Linked DNA regions of Urocitellus parryii: region 2 is linked to region 1. Evidence: chromatin contacts called from public Hi-C data. All regions are on one chromosome and are shown on one strand. Each heading gives the region's core, a stretch centred on a gene start, on an enhancer-like site or on the middle of the called end of the contact. The rest is flanking DNA. Distances are from core to core; before and after follow the strand shown. Region 1 holds the start of LOC113193428 (fibroblast growth factor-binding protein 1-like). Region 2 holds the start of Cc2d2a (coiled-coil and C2 domain containing 2A).

Region 1 (6,538 bases), core at 689-3,188:
CCTTTGTTTTTGTTTCTGAACCAACTCTGGCTCTTCCCTGTCCCTCTTGGTGGAATGGTGACAGGGTGTTGGGGAAGTCTATGCTTTCTCCTTCACTCCTAACACACTTTCAGATCCTTCCTACTAATGTGTAAATGGCGCACAGCCACCTCCTCCATGCATCCCATCCCACTCCAACCACCCAGCTTTCCCAGCTTCTGGAATGTTCATATCTTTTTGATGTCATCCATGCTGTCAGATGACTAAAATGCCTCCACTCTGTCCCCAATTCATTCCCAAAGAAGTTCTGTCCAAACCCAGTCCTAGTATCCCCCTACTCAACCCCAGATTTTCCAGTAGTTTCTATCTCTCCTCTCTGGTTTCCCACTCAGCCTTCTCCTTTTTCCATTATAGTCCTCAACACAGGGCACTAGGCTTAACCAAGACTTTCTCCCCCAACCCAGAAACAAGTTCCACATGAGGAAGAATTCTGCATATGGTGGGAAGGGGGAGATCGGGCAGCTCTGGCTTGAGTCTTCAAGTCTGTGGTTTAGCTGCCAGAACTCCTGGGTTCCAGTCCTACCTCCCCTCTTACCATCTGAGAGACCTTGCCACATTACTCAATGCCCACTGAAAATGAGACCCTAGGTATTGCATTTCAGAAAGCGTTAAATACCACCGACCATCGGATAAAACTGTAAAGAGGCAACCTGGACAGGGTCTTGTGAGGGGATGGCTTGGGATGGGTGGAACTGGAAGTCATCATTAGGTCTTTTTCCATTCATATAGGGAGGTCTGTTAATAACGAGCCATAAACTTGTTTGGAACCAGAGACCTAGAAACCAAACAATGGCCGAAGGTATTTCTGAGAACACCCAGATCTTTATTATCTTTGTTAATTTGGCAGAAAATGCCTCAGACTGAAATCTCACTGAGGTTCGCTCAGTTCAAATGCAAGTCTTTGCTGCTCCTATGCACACAGCCTTGTGGACCATGGAAATACAGTGATATACACAGTCTTTGAGACTCACAACCAAAGAAATGGAAAGAAAGCAAATTCCAGAACACAAAAACAAAAGTATAAAAACTGTTTAAATATTGAACTGTGCTCCATAACACAAAAGTTCATATCTTGTGGGAAACTTGGAGAATTTTCCACCATGGGGGAGGGGCGGGTGGGCGCTTAGGATGCAACTGTCCCTTTTGACCTCGTTAACATGTTGTGCTCTGAAACATGGTGAGGAAGAAGTTGCAGAAGGAGCTCCAGGAGTCCCCGCAGAACTCCAGGGCAGTCTTCCTCTGGTTCACCACATCTGGGTCCTCCATACACTCCGGACCTTTGACGGCCACAGTCTGAGTCTCTGCTGGGCTGGACTGGATGTTCTCTTTGACCTCATTTGGCTCCAGGGCGGAAGGGCTGGTGACCTCAATATGCTCCTTGGGGGACAGCTCTGTTTTCTCCTTTCTGGGCTTCTTGTTCTCATACAGAGTGGAGTTTACCAACTTGAGATTGGATTCTGGAAACTGCTTTTTGCACACCCTGGTCTTCAGGACACTCTTGGAGTTCTCACATAAGTTCTTCTGTTTGCGCAGCGTCCGGACAATTTGTTTCCAATAGGCCTTCTCATTATTGAGCTTGAGGCATTTAGTTGGCTTTCCGGCAAAGACACAAGAAAACTCCTGGTCCATTCGAGTGCACTCCACTTTCAGGGTGATGACCAGCTCCTGCTCAGTCACTGACCATCTGCAGGAAGCTTGGTCTTTGGTGGCAAACTTGCCATTGGTCATGGACTTGGATGTTCTGCTTCTCTGCTTACTCTGGCCCTCGCCCAGAGGAACTGATGGATCTCCTTCTGGTATGCTGCCCCGTCTGTTCTTTGTTCCATTTCTGACCTTTGCTGAGAGCACTTGAGCAGCCAGGAGGAGAAATGAGAGGAGGGCAAGGCTGTGGATCTTCATGGCTTCAGCTGGGCAAGCACCTGTTGGATGAAAGGCAGGGACTCAGTGCTGGGCAGCAGTTGAGTGTGCAGGATTGCAGGCTGGCCTCCTTGCAGCCTGATCCGTGTCTGCCCACTTTAGGAGGAGACCAGAAATCTGTCTGGCTCCTGAAATCACTAGATGAGTAGCCTGTCTGCTCCCACTTCCACTTGACCTGAGCCTTTGAGTGGCAAAATGTTACCATTCTTCATCCCTCACCACTCTCAGAGCCTCCCTAACTCTCCCACTCACTCACTCAGTTACTCCTGCACTTGCCCCACCCTTCAGTCACTCATTCAACAAGCATTAATTGAGCACCAACAATGGGTCATGCACTATCCTAGCTGTTGATCACACCACACTGACTGAGAAAACCTCGTGTCTTAAAGAGCTCAGAGCCTGCCCTTGGAGAGATTTAAATAGCCTTGACCATGGAGTTGGTCTTGGACAAGTCACTCTCCCACTCTGGGTCTCAGGTCCTTTACCTGGAAATCAAGGTGTTGAATGAAATAGTCAAACCCTTCCTTAGTTCCAATGTGCTGACTTTCCACCTCACAAGTCTGCACAGACACAGATGACCACAAAATCAGAAAGGATGTGGCAAGAGCCATAGAAATGTCATAAAACGTGATGTTGACTCAGAGGCTGAACCTGCTCAGGGTTTGACACCTGGAGCTGGGTGGTGCTCTGGGGTAGAGGGAATATTACCGAAGGGAGGAGGATCCCCAGGAAAGGCACGAAGGTGGGAGGTCATTGGACATGACAGGGCAGAGTGAACCCAGGTGGAGAGGGATGGACTTCAAGCCGAATGCTTAGACCACAATCTGAAGGCAAGTGTGGTGCCCATTGGCTTCCGGAGCCCTGTGGTGGCACAGTGCTGGGCAGACACAAAACCTTTAATCCAGGTGTTTTGAAAAAAAATTCCTTGGATCCAGAGAATGACCTTGAATGCTGGACTAAACTCCATGGGTTTTATCAGGTGAACAATAAAAGAAAAGAAAAAAAGCCACACCTCAAAGAATCCCAGGTCTATCTGACACCCACTAAGTGCTGAGCTTTGTTCTAGCATTTGATTCTCATCCTGTTTAATCTCTACAAGAACCCGGCCCCATCGCTATTCGTCTGTCACTCACAGTAACAGCTGTGACAGTTAGGGCTCAGGCAGGTGAAGCCGGCGGTGACAAAGCTGGTAGGGCCGGCCAGACCACATCTCACTGGGTTTCTCCCACCCCTCCTTGGTCACTTCTCGCTTTCACCTTCACTCTGATCTTCAGAAAATACTAGCGAGGAATCAGAAAACTCTCAACGGTCTGGTTTGGCCATACTGACAGGATTATTCAGATCATTTGTTTTGTGGTTGTTTTTTTTTTTTTCCTTTTTTCACTTTTTTTTTTCCTTTTTTCACGTATTGAATTTTGTTTGAAAAAGGGAAAGCCCCAGGAAACAGCTATGATCTCATTTGCACCTGGGGGTTTGCCCACCCACTGAAGTCATGATAGGGAGACCATCACCCGAGTCTGGGCTAAAGCAATGAAGCTGCCCAGGGCCCTGGGACTTGGCTCTTACTTGTCCATCAAGGCATCTGGACTCAAAAAAGCCAGATCCTCATGTGGGGTGAGAACTGGGGGCAATAGTGAAGTCTTAAGAGAGCCAGACCCTTACCTTGCTCTGAGTATGCAGATCCAGGGCGACCCCGGTGTGGGAGCGGTGGCAGGCTGGCAGTCCTCTGAGACGCAGTGCAAGGTAGGGTCGGCTATTTATAGGAGCCCACGCCTGGGTTTTTACAGCACTCAGACTTGAGCAGCTTTGCTCACACTCCTCCCAGCCACGCCCCTCAGATGGAGCCAGTTCCTACAGGGAAAGTGCTGGGTGGAATCCAGTGAGCAGGGGGTTACACGTATGCCATTAGACATGCTTCCTGCAGGCCTCTCCCCTTCCACCCAGCAGCCAGGATAGAGGCAGAGCTCAGCCTTGCAAACCTCCTTGATAAGGCAAGCACCTAACAATGATATCCCAAGGGAATAAATTAACTGTAACTACATTACAGCTGTGAAGCCCTGAGCCCATTCCTAAGAGCTCATTCCTGCTCCTCCTCACCACCACCCAAGGATGCCTCTTCCCATTTTACAGAAGGAGACAGTGGCTCTTGGAAATATCCAAGGGCTTGCTCAAGTTCACCGAGGTAGGAAAGGGGGAGTTCCAAATTTAAACCAGGACTCTCAGCGTCTGTATTCTGTCCTCTTCCCACCTGCCAGTCTCAATAAATACTTGGGGAATGAGTGACAGAAGTGGCTGAAGCTTCTTGGTTTCTCAGTCGTTTTCACTGAGCCATCTGAAGTTACTGCGTGGGCAGCGGAATCTGTGGGCCCTGAGGCTGGTTAAGAGGGAGTCCTTAATACTGGAATTCCTATTGAAAATATTCCTTTCCAGGTTGCATGAGGGATCTCACTCTGGCCATCCAGCTGGAAGTACAGTTTTACACAAGAATGACCGAGGTGGGGAATGATTTCGGTGAACTGTGTGACTTTATCCAAACTACTTGACTTAAACTCCTGTGGATGATCTCAGCACCTCATTTAGGACTGCATACTGATTTTTTTTTTTAATTACTGGAGCTGAGCTATTAACAAGTGACACAGAACAGTTTGGGTTCATAATAATTTCTTAAGCTGCGTTCTTTGAAAACAGACATTATATTATCACCTATGCATTATTTTGAAAATGTTCTTCATTTTAAACTTTTGTGTCTTTTAATTAGATTGGAGTTTTGTTGTTCTCTTTACCAGAGAGTTTTAAATAATGAATGCAACTTTTTTTTTGAGAGTCTAAATGATATGAACACAATTGATTACCACCACCAATGGAGCTGATAACTGAATGTGTGTCTCATCTGGTGTGGTCACTGGCATGCAATTTCAAGTTCAAGGCTGACTTTACTCTCTGGCTTGTTACTACATATAGTTTCTTGACCTAGAGGGTTGGCCCTGTTGGAGCAGTCACCAGGGATTATATGAGTGGGTGTGCTGGGGTTCTTAGCTGAGTCCTAACCCTGCAATAACACCAGTGAAGGCTGTCAAAAATCAATCCTTTCTTCAAAAGTGTCTTTGTGAACAGACTGAAAATGCTGAGTTGCTGCATTCAAGCAATATTAATTCATTTCGTAAAATATTATGCATTCCAAACTTCTCTTGTTAGAGAAAATGGAGATATTGGCTAAAGAAATATCAGTAAAATCTAATCAGTTTGGAAAAAAAAAAACAAACTCATCTTAGACTCACCCTAGAGAGTTTGCTTCCAAATTGAAAGTGCTTATTAGTCATGAGCTTTCGGAATTTCCTGTTCAGCAAATTCAATGAGACACAGTGCTGAAGTTTTACTTCTATAGAAAATTAAGATACAGCAAAATATTGGTATTATAGCTTTGGTTATGAAATCATAAAAATCTATTAAAATTCATTTACCTTTATAAGAATGATTTTTCAAAACACAAATATATTACCCAGAAATACCTCCATAAATATGTACACTGATCAGCTTTTTCACCCTTTCTGAATTTTTTGAAACTTTGTTTGTAAGGAAATCATTCTTAAACAGCAAGTATCCTTTAAAGAGGTCTGACCCTTTGGACAAAATTTTCACCACACACACATACCCCTTCCTGTATGTGCACACGGATGCCCTCACATGCATGTGCTTGCACACTGGCATGTGTGCCTACAGGTCTATGCACACGCTATTGTGCACACATGGAACACAACTCACAAACACACACACACACACAATTGTGTAATTGCCTTTAGGCCACCTCATGGGACAGAAGAAGGTTCTAGAGAGGCTCCCTTTTCAATTTTCAATAAGCCCATGTGTGTTACAATGAGTGCCAATTGCCCCACTGGAAATCTGGAAATGTCAGAAGATGAGTACCCTCTTTCTGGGTGGTCAGACTGGGGGTCGCCACGCACCCTGACATCTGACCACGTTACTTCCATTGCATAAACGGGTGAAAAGGTTTAGCTAAAAACCCCAGAAGACATCTCTGAAAAGTCTCCTATGGGCATCCAGACAGAAGTGTATCAACCCACAGAGCCAAAGGACCCACACATCAGTGTTCTGTTTAGGAGAAGACAGGGAGGCCCAGGAGATAGAACCGTGATTGGTTCCATAAGGAAAAGGACTGGACTCTAAGACGAGCTACTTAGTCATTCCTTTATTTGCTAATTCCTTCATTTGTCCAAAGAACCTTCATGAAGCACCTGCTATGACCAGACCCTCTCAGTTACTGGATGGCTGAAAATGCAGTCAAGAGTGACAGTCCTTGTCTTCAAAGAGAAGACAGACAAGGTGAAAATAATAAGTTTATAAATGAAAATACAGGGGTTGGTTGGAATGTTGGAGGGCAGCCTGGGGTGCTATGGGTGGGGACATCATATCCAATCAAAGGGGCAGAGAATAATTTACCAGGAGTCCACAGCTGCAGAGACAGCTTCATGGCAAGGGAAATGGATTGCTATTGATTCAGCCATTGTCCCATGGCTACTGTATGTGCAGGGCAGTAGGCAGGCACCGGAAGGAATACCAAGGT
Region 2 (6,163 bases), core at 2,253-4,752, 400 kb before region 1:
CTGAATTAATTGTAAATGGAGGGGCTCTCGTCACTGCTTGCTTTTGCACTTTCTGGAATGGGAATGTAGAGCATTACATGGGCGGCTTTGATGTGAGCTGCTGTCTGGTGTCTGGCTTGCAGGAAACGTAAATCCAGTTAATCATAGTCACGTGGATCCCTGAGTGGAAATCCTCTCTGACCAGCACTGTGCAAAACATTTGCTGGGTTTTGCATTTCTGGGCCTTTTAGTTCAAATTGGTTCAAGTACTAGTTATGGGCAGTTTCACTTTTCTTACCATTGGACCAAGAAAGGACTCAGCCACAGGGCTGAGGATTGCGTGCCTGCCAGAAGACCTCAGGAAGATTCCCTGGCCTTGGTTTCAACTGATTGTTCCCCTTTGTTGCAAAGAGGTGCTACGAAAAGCTAATAAAGTCTACGGGGAAATACACGTCTGCTATCACATTTTTATAAAAACTTTTCTGCCAAGAAATTCACTGGCAGAGTGAAATATCACTCTATAAGTATCTCCGAGAGCTCATTTATACGGTCACTCATTCAAGTATTTATGGAGCATCAACAATGCACCAGGCCATGGCTTAAGTTTAGAGTGTGCAAAAATGAATTAGACTGGGTCAGAAGCTGGGGGTTTGCTGGGAAGACAGCCCTATAAACAGGTAATAAGAAGCACAAGGAGCTGAGTGCCTTCAGCAGTTTGTGGGAAGGTTGAAAGCATTGGAGCAGAGCGGGCTCCTGACAGGGAGGGGCTTCCAGCACTTCAGTGGATTAGCACGTGCCACACAACACAGCACACACATATGGTACATGCATGCTCCGAATGCAGTATAGATTAAATTCATCTGATTAAATGATTCTACAAAACTATTTGTCACTAAATTTATGCTTTATAAAGCCATGGCTGGAATAACTTACAGAACTTGATAATAGATTCAAAAGAGGTGCATGTGACATCTCCTGTCCTCTTCACTGTCCCCAGAGTTCTTTTTTATGACAGAGGGTTCTGTCCCCTAAGCTCTTTTCCCTTCCCACTTATTTCTTTCACATCCCTTCTCTACTATCACCTTTTCTGATCTGTGTGTGTGTGTGTGTGTTTGTGTATTTGCTGGGGATCGAACCCAGAGGCTTGCAGTATACTAGCCATAGCCCCCTACCACCTTTTCTTAAAACCTACCCAAATAGAGAACCTGGTCCATGCTAGGCGTTTTACTAGACATCTATCACTGAGCCCCTATAAACCAGTTGCCCTTCAAGGGAGGAAGCAGGATCACAATTCTAGAGAGAAGCAAAGGCATTGTTCTAAGACCATGTGCTGCTCAGTAGAGCTCGCATTTGAGCACAGGTACATGGATTTTTTTTTTTTTTTTACAAAGGTCTCACTTTTTCTGTAAACCCAGGGTTTCACTATAATCAGATAATATATTATTATATCAGATAATATACAATGTTGTCTCTTTCCAATGCCGTCATTCCTTTCCCTGCCCCCTATAGGATTCCCAAAAGGTCCTCAGGATGAGGCTATAGTCTGCTGATGACCCTTAGGGACCATCCATTTGTTAGGGACCATCCATTTGTTCTGATGATGGTGTTAGTACTTTTCTTGAAAAATGTTTGGTTTTCTGCACTGAGTGAAATAAATCATTGATCTAACATAGCCTAAGCCCTTTATCGCATGTACAAAGCTTCACAGCTTTCAATGGTAAATATTTCCAGAATAATAGACTAGCCTAGAGTAGTTACTAATAACATGGCAAAAATAAGACTAAATGGTGAGACAGAGGTGGCAGCAAATGGGGAGGATTTTGGATCACACTCTTGAGGTCAAATTCTTATTTATTGTAATTAGGTATATATGACAACAGAATGCATTTTGATTCATTGTGCACAACTTTCCATTTCTCTGGTTGTACACAATGTAGCGTCACACCTAGCATAGTGATGTCCATCTCATTGCACCATCTTCCTGCCCCCATGATCTCCACCCCCCATTTGCCCAATCAAATTCTGAGTGTGACATTCAATAACTATGACCTTGAGCAAATCCTATAACACATCAGTCTTAGTTTCCTCTTGTATAAATTGGAGCATGTACTCCTAGGCCAGCAGAGTTATTGTAGGGAATAAAGAGGACATTTATCTAAAGAAAGCACAAAATAAGTGTGCAATAAATTACAGGTCCTGTTTTGATGTTGCCAATAAGATTATATTAATAAGTGCCCAATGCAAACAGGGATGATAAGTGGCATGTTAAAGTTGAGTGGTGTTGATTTATCTCTTCTTAGCAACAGTGTTCATGAGAAAAATAAATTCTGGTGTCATTTGATTTCCTTAGAAACACATTCAAAGGTAATGATCAGGAAAGAATATGGAGAAAAAAACAACCCTGATACATTTTTCATATCTATTTCTTTCTTCCATGTGTAATATATTTATTTAGAGAGAATCATTTTTTACGTGCTAAAATACTTCACAGTTCTTTTTCCTTTTCCAGTTAATAATGACCAGAGCAGTTGATTGAGAGCTTTCTTTTCCTTTAGCATTCCCCACTCATCTGCTATTGATTACCCTCTCAACTTTTTTTTTCCCCCGATCTAGTTTCTCATTTCTCTTCTGGTTTTCTTATCGGTGCATCATAGCTGAACATAATGGTGAGGTTTGTTGTTGCCTATTTGTAACAATATAATTTGGCCAATATCATTCCCGGTATTTCCCCTTTCTCCCTTTTGCTTTTTATTCCTTGTGAGGTGTCTGTGTGGAAGACAACAGAATTTCAGATCCTTTCCCTTTTCCATGCTAATTCCTAGGGAGGGTCCGGGAGACCTTGAACACCTCAGACAAGCTGCTTAACTGACCAAGTCCTGGGAAGATTTGGGATATTAGGCCTGAGCCTGGTGTTCCTCCACGTGTTCTCTCCTAGCACCAAGAGGAAGGCTCTAAAGGGTTCCAGAACATGGCCTTGAAGAGGCAGCCAATCAGTAGTATTAGGCATTCATCAGATAAATATAAACTGAGGTGTGTGCTGTGGTCTAAGGCTCTGGGTGTAAATAATGAAGAAAATACTGTTTCTGCCCTGTTACAAACACATTCTAGTGGTGATAGGCAGATGTTAACCTGACTCTTATAGTCCCTGATCTCATCTCTTTGCTTAGGAAAATGAGAACCAAGATCAAGGGCAGAGGGTGAGCAGGGATAGAAAGGTGAAGGTTTAAGGGAGAGAAGGTGTGATGTTGTCCTTCCAGAGCTGGATTCCAACCAAGGTCATCTGACTTCAGGACTGTGTGCCCTGAAGCCAGGGTCATGGGGGCAGGGGAGTCTGGCATTCCCCTTCTCCTCTGGTGCTTCTTTCCACCAGTCCTGGAATCTGCAAGTATCCCCGGTGGACAGAAATTCTCCTCCGCCTAAGATCTAAGGCATATGCATTGATGTTAAGAACAATATGACATTGACTTCAAAATGCCTGACTTCTTCATTGTTCTTTCTCTTCAGAGATCTATCACAGACAAAATGAATTCCAGGGAAGAAAAAATAAAAATAATTTCAGAGGTAAGTCATTACTGACAGGGCCCCTTGGGATATTTTGTATGAGGAAGTTAAGGCCGATAACAAGCATTTATCACATGTGTTAAAAGGAAAGCCTTAGATAAATTAAATTTGACTGAGTTTGAACAAAGAACAATTCATGAGCAGAACAACCTCAGAACCAGAGGAGGTTCAGAGAGGCCCCTGGACACGTGGGCAGGCAGCATGTAAGGACAGAAAATGGAAGCGAAGCTTGGGAACAGCTCGACTCGTCACAGCTCCGAGTTGCCTTAGGTGAACGTGGTCTGATCACCTGAGCTTAGCTGCCATGATGGGTGTTACAAAAGTACTGAGGCTTTTGATTAGTTGACATGCTAAGGGGGGTTGTAGTTTGTCAAGTACGAAGGGACTCAAAGTACGAAGGCGTCCTCAGACCAAATTTAGTTTAATTGAACACACAGGCATGAAGTGCAGAGGTGGGTAGATGTGAGGCCAGCCTCCCTGTGGGCACTCTGGGTCTTACCTCCGCCTGAACCCTCTGAAATTAATTTGACATCATTTCATGAATTCCAATCCACCACAGCTTAATTTACTACCTGTTTCTGGAGCCCAGCTCTGCCTGAAGCACCTTGATTTCCTTAAGAATTCAGAATGAAGGTCACAGTGATAGATCATAATGCTAATAAAACTATCCCAGGAGTCTTGCGATTTCTGACTCATGGTATACAAAAACTCACTGCCAAGACCAGAGAAGGAAAGCTGTGTACAACTGGAAACAGTAGACCACTGTGATCCTGTGTCCTTATTTCTCCACTGGCTGAGGGGCTCACCATCTTGAGCCCACAGAGACGGAAATGCAGACAGTGTGCTGTCCCCTGTGTGGTGCACTAAAACACATGAGGGAGCTCAATTTAAAACTTTGCACATTAACTTTAAGCAAAATATCAAGTACGAACCAACCACATAAGTTTCTTCATGTGTACAACAAATATATTCTCTGCCTTTTGTCCCTGGGGATAAAGTGGTGACCCACATTTCATCTTACTAGAAGTCCTATGGACAGTTTGTCATTTGGTCAAGGATTAAAACATTAGAAAGGAAAAGATGACCTAGATTTCTCACAAGTCCGTTCTCAGCCAATAAAAATTTAGAATTGAATCTAAAACCATACTTACACACCTTGATGTTATCACCTCCTTACAATCAAACTGGTGAATCATGGAGCTAAGAATACTCCCCATCTGGTGAGCCCTGAGGAAAGGAGGCCAGAAAGAGGTAAGGCCTCTACCCAGAACTTGAGGAAGAGAGATCGGTCACATGCACTAAGGAAAGCCCCAACCTGGCTCATTCTCTGTGGGGGCCTCAGCTCTGTTCTCTGTAACTGAAGTCCACACCTTCCCTAACCCCAACAACCAAGGGAAGTGAGGAGTCACTGGGGCCTGGCCCAGTGAAAGTTGAGACCTTATATCATATCATTAACATCCAGGTTTTGTGTTGCAACTTTGTCCCAGTACAAAACCAAAACATTTCCCAACTTTAGAAAGAGAAGATTCATGAGTTGGGGTACCAGGGAGAGAGGTTCTGTGATTGTCTTGCAGCTTCTTGTTCACTTATGCCCCAGTCTGCCAAACTCTAGGACAGAACAGTAAAAGCTTGGGCACTTTAGAGCTTCCAGTTGTAACACCTGATGTCTAAAACCTCAGAAGGCATAATGTGCAAAAAAGAGAATGACATTTGCCATATTCCCTTTTCAAAGAAATCAGCCAAAATATCCTCTAACTTGGGGCTTTCATAATGATTTACTGCATTTTTACTTCTCCCCACGTGCTGGTGAAGTTGGGAAGCAGAAAAACCAACCCACGAGACCCCAAATATGACTCTCACATCTGTCCTGGGCTATGGTTCTCCATCCTTCCTGGCAGATTCCTTTGTCACTTTTCTTAGAATGTGAATTTTTGAAAGTGGGGAGCGTGTTTTCTTCTCTGTGCTGCCAGGACCTGGAACACAATAAGTGCTCGATAAATGTTATCAGCCTGAATGAGGGCCTGTGACCATGGAAAACCCTACACCACCTCATTCACAGTCATTCAGTTTGGATACAAACTGTCAAGACAGGTCTCTGGTGAAGGGTGGACAGTGGTGGCTACTTAGATTGTTAACCGTTCCTCCCTCACATTGAACGTGAGTGGATGGAGGCCCAAGGTCAAGACCGTGATTTGGAAAGCACACCCCTCTTTCCCTCTCTTAACACTCTCCTTCTCTTCCGTTTGCATTTTAACAAAGGAGTTCACTGAAAATGAGGAGGACGTGGATGTGGGAAGTCGGAAGAAGAACCCAAAGGGTCAAAGACCAAGAAAGAAACGGGTAGGAAGTGAAGAGAAGCCCTGTTTGCATGTTGGTGCCCTTGATCAACCTGCCTGCGTCCCCCCCAACCCCGCTCCTGGGTGCCACAGAATCTTCCCAGGGAAGTGTTCCTTTTGGGGTACCAATTTGGGGCTCACTCTGGGGAACAGTGAGACAGGGATGCAAATAGATTGTCCAGTGTGCAGGACCCTGGCGGGGAGCTTACAGATAGGTGATCCTCATAATCAGGACATGGTCCATACTCGGAGATTTTTCCCTGTAAGTTTCCTCCAATCTCCTGAGA

Evidence for each region. Hi-C and Micro-C count contacts between places; a contact is called where the count stands out from the background.
Region 2: a Hi-C map of muscle shows a contact between it and region 1, with 2.8 times the contacts expected there. The contact joins the promoter of Cc2d2a here to the promoter of LOC113193428 in region 1. A contact is called at or near these places in 2 of 2 Hi-C or Micro-C datasets (liver and muscle).

What each region holds. Positions count from the first base shown.
Region 1 is chr10:134,318,812-134,325,349 of mUroPar1.hap1, reverse strand. It overlaps LOC113193428 (fibroblast growth factor-binding protein 1-like), which reads right to left and starts at 1,938. Exons shown (of 2, transcript XM_026404001.2): 1 at 1,405-1,938; 2 at 1,192-1,371. The coding sequence starts at 1,938. The coding sequence ends at 1,192.
Region 2 is chr10:134,716,239-134,722,401 of mUroPar1.hap1, reverse strand. It overlaps Cc2d2a (coiled-coil and C2 domain containing 2A), which reads left to right and starts at 3,502. Exons shown (of 36, transcript XM_026403359.2): 1 at 3,502-3,540; 2 at 5,800-5,880. The coding sequence starts at 3,502.